2 separate regions of the Sparus aurata genome follow, and region 1 is linked to region 2. A link is a contact called in public Hi-C data. All regions are on one chromosome and are shown on one strand. Each heading gives the region's core, a stretch centred on a gene start, on an enhancer-like site or on the middle of the called end of the contact. The rest is flanking DNA. Distances are from core to core; before and after follow the strand shown. Region 1 holds the start of LOC115586239 (protein FAM180A). Region 2 holds the start of tmtc2b (transmembrane O-mannosyltransferase targeting cadherins 2b).

The links. Hi-C and Micro-C count contacts between places; a contact is called where the count stands out from the background.
Region 1: a contact with region 2 is called in a Hi-C map of an unstated tissue, with 5 times the contacts expected there. The contact joins the promoter of LOC115586239 here to the promoter of tmtc2b in region 2. A contact is called at or near these places in 2 of 2 Hi-C or Micro-C datasets (skeletal muscle and an unstated tissue).

The regions. Positions count from the first base shown.
Region 1 is chr8:24,809,986-24,813,617 of fSpaAur1.1, reverse strand. It overlaps LOC115586239 (protein FAM180A), which reads right to left and starts at 1,811. Exons shown (of 3, transcript XM_030425087.1): 1 at 1,527-1,811. The coding sequence starts at 1,605.
Region 2 is chr8:24,645,827-24,649,253 of fSpaAur1.1, reverse strand. It overlaps tmtc2b (transmembrane O-mannosyltransferase targeting cadherins 2b), which reads right to left and starts at 1,365. Exons shown (of 12, transcript XM_030426122.1): 1 at 809-1,365. The coding sequence starts at 891.

The DNA.
Region 1 (3,632 bases), core at 562-3,061, 160 kb before region 2:
AGATGTCATCTATTTAGTCTGCAGCAGCACAATCCAAACCATTAAACATGTACAGTTTTGTCTGGAGTAAAGATGTTGTGACCAGAGAGAGAAACAAAATCAAGAAGACCATTAGATGTCTGAGCCAGAGTCAACGACCCAACCGCCAACTCTTTTTACTTCTTGCCACTGACTTGGTGTCAGAAGCAGCAGGCTCGACAAGATAATGATCTTTTAATAGACTGCTGCAGGATCAGATAATCCACACGAGTCAGTTGTAATGTTTAGATAATGATCGCCATTAATCTATGTTCAATAAGGCCAATAAGAGCTGGCACTGTAGCGATGATTACTTTCTCTCTTTAGGGGTCCTCCAAACTGCCACGATTAAATAAATCTATGTTCTAGTAAAAAATACTGATGAAAGTGTTTCAACATTACTGCTTAACCTTCAAACAATCCAGTTGTCCACATCTGAATGCACTGCAGAGTGCTTATTTTCGGAGCAATTTTGATGAACCTAAAATTACGCACATCAGTAAAACTGCACTAAGCATTTCATGTGTTTACCAGCTGGGCTCTGTATCAAAGGGATAACAGAGGACAAATATGTGCTTCTGATGACTCTCAGTGCTTTAATGTTGCTCATGCTTCCTGTCAGTGGAGAAGTGTCCCCAGCCATAAAACAAAACAAAAAAAATCCAACATCTGAGTTATTTCGCCGCCATGTCATCCCTGGATCTTAATTTCTGTTCATGTCTCGGTGAACGATAGGACCAATAACATTTGATCAAACCATCAAAGATCCCAGCTGATGAGACGAAGGCGGTTCATGACAGGAGCAGGCCTGGATATCTCAGCGGCATGCTTTTCATTTCACTTGAGGAATATGAGTTTCCTCTGTCAGATTGTCTTTAGATCCCCCTGCTCCTCCTTTTGTATTAGAAACAGGTGCGGTTGACATCTGAACTTAGTAGAGAGATGATGATAAAAGCGTGCATTGAATAAATGTGCGCTTCAACTGAAAAACACAGTATTCCTCTGACGAATGAGTGAGACGGCACTTATTTAGTACTTTTTGCATTGCACCGTTCTGGATTCTGCTCTGAAAAAACAAAACAATGGGGTTGATGTAGACGGATCATTTCCCACTCATGTAGGAGGGCTGCAGAGATAAAAATATTCTCCTGTCCAATACACATAATGAGGTCATCCCTATTACAATATGCTATGCTTGTACAAGATTTTGTTAATTTGCATATTTTTTTATGAATCAATATTATGTTACACTAACCAAAGTACACTCAGCCTACAGCCAAGACTCATTCAATCACGGCGCAAAAACATCATTAACACTGTATAAATAACTGACTTATGCGTGAAATTCTCCTGTAGCCAAGACTCACATGAAAAAGAGATCGAATAACGTTCACACTGCTCCGAAATATATTCTGCTCTGTGAAGAATCATGTAGAGAAAACTGGACTCTACAAACTGAAATGTTTGCTGACCTGCACTCCAATATCACACCTCAGCTCATGTCTTACCTTTAGCCTGACACTGCGTACCACCTGTTTTGATGCAGCAGTAGAAAAGACCAACGATGACCATCCTCCAAGGCAGCATGGTGGCCTGATCACTCTCACGCCGTTAACCGCATGTATCGCCTGCCACTGTGTCTCTGCCTGTCAGCACCCAGGATGCTCCTCTGTTGCATTTATTCCCCTCTCTTAACTCTGCCTCTGCAGCCTCGCACAGCACCAGACTGTGCACTTTCCTCATCACTTATGTTCCCTCACCCCATCCTGTCCTCGGGACTGTGTTTCTCCCCTCCTCCCATCCACATCTGATCTTTCTCTCTCTCTTTCTCTCTCTTTCTCTCTCTCTCTCCTCTGACTGTGCACCTCGTCTCTTAAAATGCTTTCAGCTGCTTGTCACCAGGTTCACAGACAGTAAAACAATCATTTTCCCATCACTTACGGGTATTGAATTAAAATCCACTGTTGTGCTAATGCAAGTCAACAGTGCATCACCTCCAACCCGGCCGCCAGAAGAAATGCTTCAGTTGTTGTGGCAACGCTGTGCTGAAGGTTTCGGTTTGGTTAGGCACAAGAAACACTCGGTAAGGGTTATGCACAGATCGGGTTTTGGCAGCCAGTTAAGCGACAGCTGGAAAATGCCTCAATGGTTGCTAAAATTAGCCAGTTTTTGTCAGTTAAAACAGGAAGAAATCTGGTCTTGAACATTTTTGCGCCCAGTCACCAGAAAAAAATGTGAGCACATTTCTGCAAAGCGCTAGCATGACCACATTTGTATGTGTTGCATTGACAATTCACCTTTCATTCATGTTTATGACCTAACTTCAATATCCATCTTGGAGGTGGAGATACATACAGACAGCCAAGTCACTGACTGCAGTTCGAGGATGCATTTCAACATTATGGTTATGGTTAACATTAAAGTTATTTTTAAGGATACTTCTGGGCCAATTCCATCCATGTTTGTTGTGATAAAACCAGGTGTTTTTGACCAGATGTTGTAATGTCTTTAGCCGCATTTGAGGTGACCAAAACAGATATTTTAAGCTAAGACATGATCTTTCCCTAACCCTAACCACGTGATTTTTCTGCCTAAACCTAACAGTATTGTCACAATATGAAATTTAGATAATTGAACCTAAGGAAACAATTAACAGCTAAAAAATCGCGATCTCGATTCACACATACACGTGATCTTATTTCTACAGATAGCAATTATGGAGCATTTTATATCTCGAGCTGAATCACAAACAAATGCTCCTATTTTCCTCCTGGATTTTTCGAAGCGCCTCCAAACGCAGCACTGCCGCTGCCTCCTCCCTCAACCTGTGGTAAAGCATCTTTACAACATGGGATTCAGCGGAGGAAGCCCGCCTGCAGTTAAGTGTTTGGAAGGAGTGAGTGACAGTGAGTGTTTTAGACGGGGCAGCAAGCCGCCAATCTGCCCGTCTTTTGGGCAGCTAGGTCCACGGTTTTAGACAGAGGGCGGCAAATTGAGGGTCTGTTTAGGTCCGCCGATTTGCAACCTCAGAGGGTACACTTATTTCCACCTCGCCTGCTAGTTAAGCAACTGAAAAAATCATTTCTCATCCAATGATAGAACTTGAACAAAACAAAAAAAACCATTGCTTTATGCCTCTGCCATACTACAATGTTTTTTTACTCATCAGTGCAATAAACATTTTGTGAAAAAATCGTGCAAGAGAATCGTGATCTCAATTCTACGCAAAAAAATCATGATTCACATTTTTTCCAGAATCGTGCAGCCCTAATCCATGGTTTGCTGAAACATCTGGCATCCCTCTCCCCTGTCCCACCACACCATCCTCCTTATCCTGCCGAGAAATACGAGTAATCTGAACGTATAATGATAAATACTGTAGAAATGTTGATGTGATATACAATTGCAACATTTCAGTCTGGTGACTCTGCTGTCCAGTCATCATTTTAGATTGAAATGACGATATAGTTTGGTCATTATCTCTCTGCTCAGCTTGTCATGTAAAGTATTTTGTGCCTGTCAGACACATATATTGTTACTTTCTTTAAAACAATGTTGTTTATCCTGGCTCCGCTCTGTGGGTTGCAGAACTGATTTGGGTGAGCGACCATGTT
Region 2 (3,427 bases), core at 116-2,615:
AGGCTCTGACAACCATCCAGCCATCAAATATCAAAAGGCCAGCTATGAGTAATGCATTACCCCGCTGAACCCGAGCACCGAGCTCCATCCCTCAAACTGATGGTTTCAAGCAGAGGGTGACAACTCGCCCGTTCATTTTTTTCGAGAAGCGGATTCAAAACAAAACACTTTCAGCAGGCTGCACATTCAGAACAGTTTGGGACTCGTTCTGCGGAGCACGAAGACATAATTTCTCCTCCAGAGATCAATTATTTCCTCCAGTGCAACTCAGAGACTCGGAGAAAGTTCAGACTCTGGAGGCTGCAGCACTTTGCGTCGAGGCTATGTACTTATGATTTCACTGCTCATCCTGCAAAATAAAAAATAAAAACGACCCCCCTCCTGCTGCAGGGAACATGACAGGAATATGTGGCAACAGTGTAAGATCACAACCGCGTGAACCCTCCAGAAAACAAGTGTCTGCAGGAGACAGGAATGCAGTGATTCTTAAGTTTCTGGCAAGCAGAAGAAGTAAAAGAACACCAGGAAGAGCACTGCATCACAATATCGATTCTACTGGTGATCTGATAATCACCCTAAGGGGCTGACTGGTTTTTATTAATGACAGGCTGTCAGTGCCAGGTGCTGCGGGTGCACCGAGACACTGCTCATTCAGAGCTATGTTATCACAATGAATGAATGAATGAATGAGAGCAGGTCGGTGATGCCATGCTGTGGTGTATCAGAGCCGATGCAGAGGCACACAGTGGGGACAGCGGTGTTAGTAACACGGGGGGCTGGACGTCATTCATTCAACACCAACAAGTACCTGTCATCGTAGCAGAAATCGGCGCCCAGCGTGTTGACATACAGGACCAGAGCCACGGCGCCGCACAGCAATTCTGCGAACATTTCTCTGTCTCGCACACACGCGGAGGGTGGGGGGGAAGTAATGAAAAAAATAATAATGATAGTAAAAAAAATAATAATAAAATAAAATCAAAACAAAAGAGATGCGAAGCGAGACAGAGAGAAGGCAGCAGCGAGTTCCCGATCTCCCTCTTCAGTCCCCGTCTTTGTCAGGATGTCTTCGCGAAAACAAGTCCGGCTCCCCCCCCATCATCCTCGCTGAAGTGCACAAAGTGGATAATCCATAAGGTCGCTCCTTGTCCTGTCCTCTCCTCTGTCCTGTCCTCTGTCTCTAACCCATGTTGAGTGGGAGCTGTTTTATCCTGCTGGGAGTTGGACAGGAAATAAAGGACGAGCGGCGTTCAGTGGATGTGTGACAGCAGCAGAGGCAGCAGCAGCGTTCAGCACGCCTTCCCTCCCGACACACAGGAGGAGGATCAGCGCTCTGATGCTCAGCGGCCGCTGCCGGATCAACGACGTGAGCCACACCGACGTCAAGACAGCCTCAATGACGTATGCCACTTCCGGCAGGACTTTCTCAATAAAGCACGTTGCTAGAGCTCACACGTTATGGGCGACACATGGTGAGAAGAGAAGGTTTGCGTCTGGTTTTATGACATTAAAGCCCTCTGTTAACCGCATCAGGACAGAAAAAACCAAACATTTTTTTGACAATGTATGAACTTGAATTTCCTATTATCTCTGCCATTTGCACCTTATACATTTTAGTGAAATGTAGCCAGTCACCCAGCTGCATAAGTTGATATTTAACATGTAATGCAGTTAATAAAAAATATTCATATTATATTCATATCATAAACTCGTTTTTTTTTCAACGATACATTAAGATTACGTGACGTGAGATTACATGTTCAATGTCTACAGGTGAAATTCATTTTGCCCAGGTCAGGACGTTACAAATAGACAAAACCTAAATATATAAGATACACATCATTTTTAAAAACGTGATTCTAAAAGGTAAATCACCTTTAATCATGTCCCTTGTTAAGTAGTTATAAAGGTATGCTTTAATTTTGATATGTACCTGCTTCACTTCCGCCTCTGCTCCTGCTGTCTCTTGGTCGTTGACGCAGCCACGATCCATGTGGTGTGGGAGATCTGAAGCGCATGCGCGCTGCGCCACCGACGGAGATGGGGATAAATCACAGCACATGATGCTGAGATCAGTTGGTTAAGGGTCACTTGCTACCACTAACAGCAGTTCATAGTATGGAGGTGGTCCTCGCTGTGACGTTCAAGGACATCCAGGAGTCGTACAGGTGGGTGCTGTGGACTCTCTGAGCAGAATCCTGAATATTTGATTTATTTTCGTTATTATCTCCTTCCCTGGGGCTTACACTGTAATTAGTGGAATATGATTTCAAACAGTAATGTCATTCTGATCATCAACCAAATACAGCACATCATGATAGAGGCTGATATGTATATATCTTTGTCTTCAATTAGACTCATAATGATTAAAACCAGAGGCTAGAAAGTATAACAGCAGTGTGAAATCATCCAGTGTGTTGAGGATGATTTAAGTGAACCATCATCAGGCCTTCAGCACTAATCTGGCCTCAATAAACTGAACGTGAATGCATAAAACAGCAGTTATGAATTGCATTTTATGTTTTTTTTGTTTGTTTGTTTGTTTGTTTTTTTTTTACTTCTGTTTAGTGATAAAAAGAGAGAACTGTTTAATTTTAAAGTTTCTTTACAGTTTGCCTTTTGTCTAAAAATCCTGGTTTTGTGAGTGGAGTTCAGTCACAGCAGAGACCATCTCAATCGAAAACACTGGTTGTCTTTCAGATCAAATCTCAAAGGGACGAGACCTTTTTTAGGTGACATGTGCGTCACACTGGCTACTGGCGGTCTCTTCAGTGTGTCACTATAGTGATTGCTTTCCACTGATTTAGCTTTGAGCAGGCTACAAGATGAGTGCACAGATCAGCTGACCCCACAGCGGCCAGTAGAGGGCTCACAGTGCATGATGTCTGTGGGGATGGTCATTACTTCAGCCTCTGTTGTACCAACTTCATCGTCCTTAATGAAAAATAAGACTGTTTCAGTTGATGAGGGATGATTATCCCATCAGCCCAAAATGGCCCATTTCAAATACTAATAGAATAAAATAACACAAGTGTTCCTTTCCATGATGAGTGCAATGTCTGGTAGTTATTATACTTTTCTAGATTGGATCTTTTATCATCAATTTTAGGATGAACAGCGTGTTTTAATTTCCAAAATCAATACGCAGCATATTAGAATGAGAGTTCTTTATGTTCCTGGCCGTTAAAATGTTCCTGGACTCGTCTCCACGGAGGATATTACACAATATAAAGATGTAAGGCGGCAGCGGCGAGGCGAGGGGGGGAAAAAAAAAGTGCTCCACAGACAAAGCAAGTAGCCTGGCCCACTGCATATTGATTCAGAGTTGTTTCAATAGACAGGCCCCCATCTGTCGGAGCAGACTTCAATGTGGCCTTTCACAGGGCAGCAGCAGGACACTTCCATGTAACACATTTCAGGAATTAAT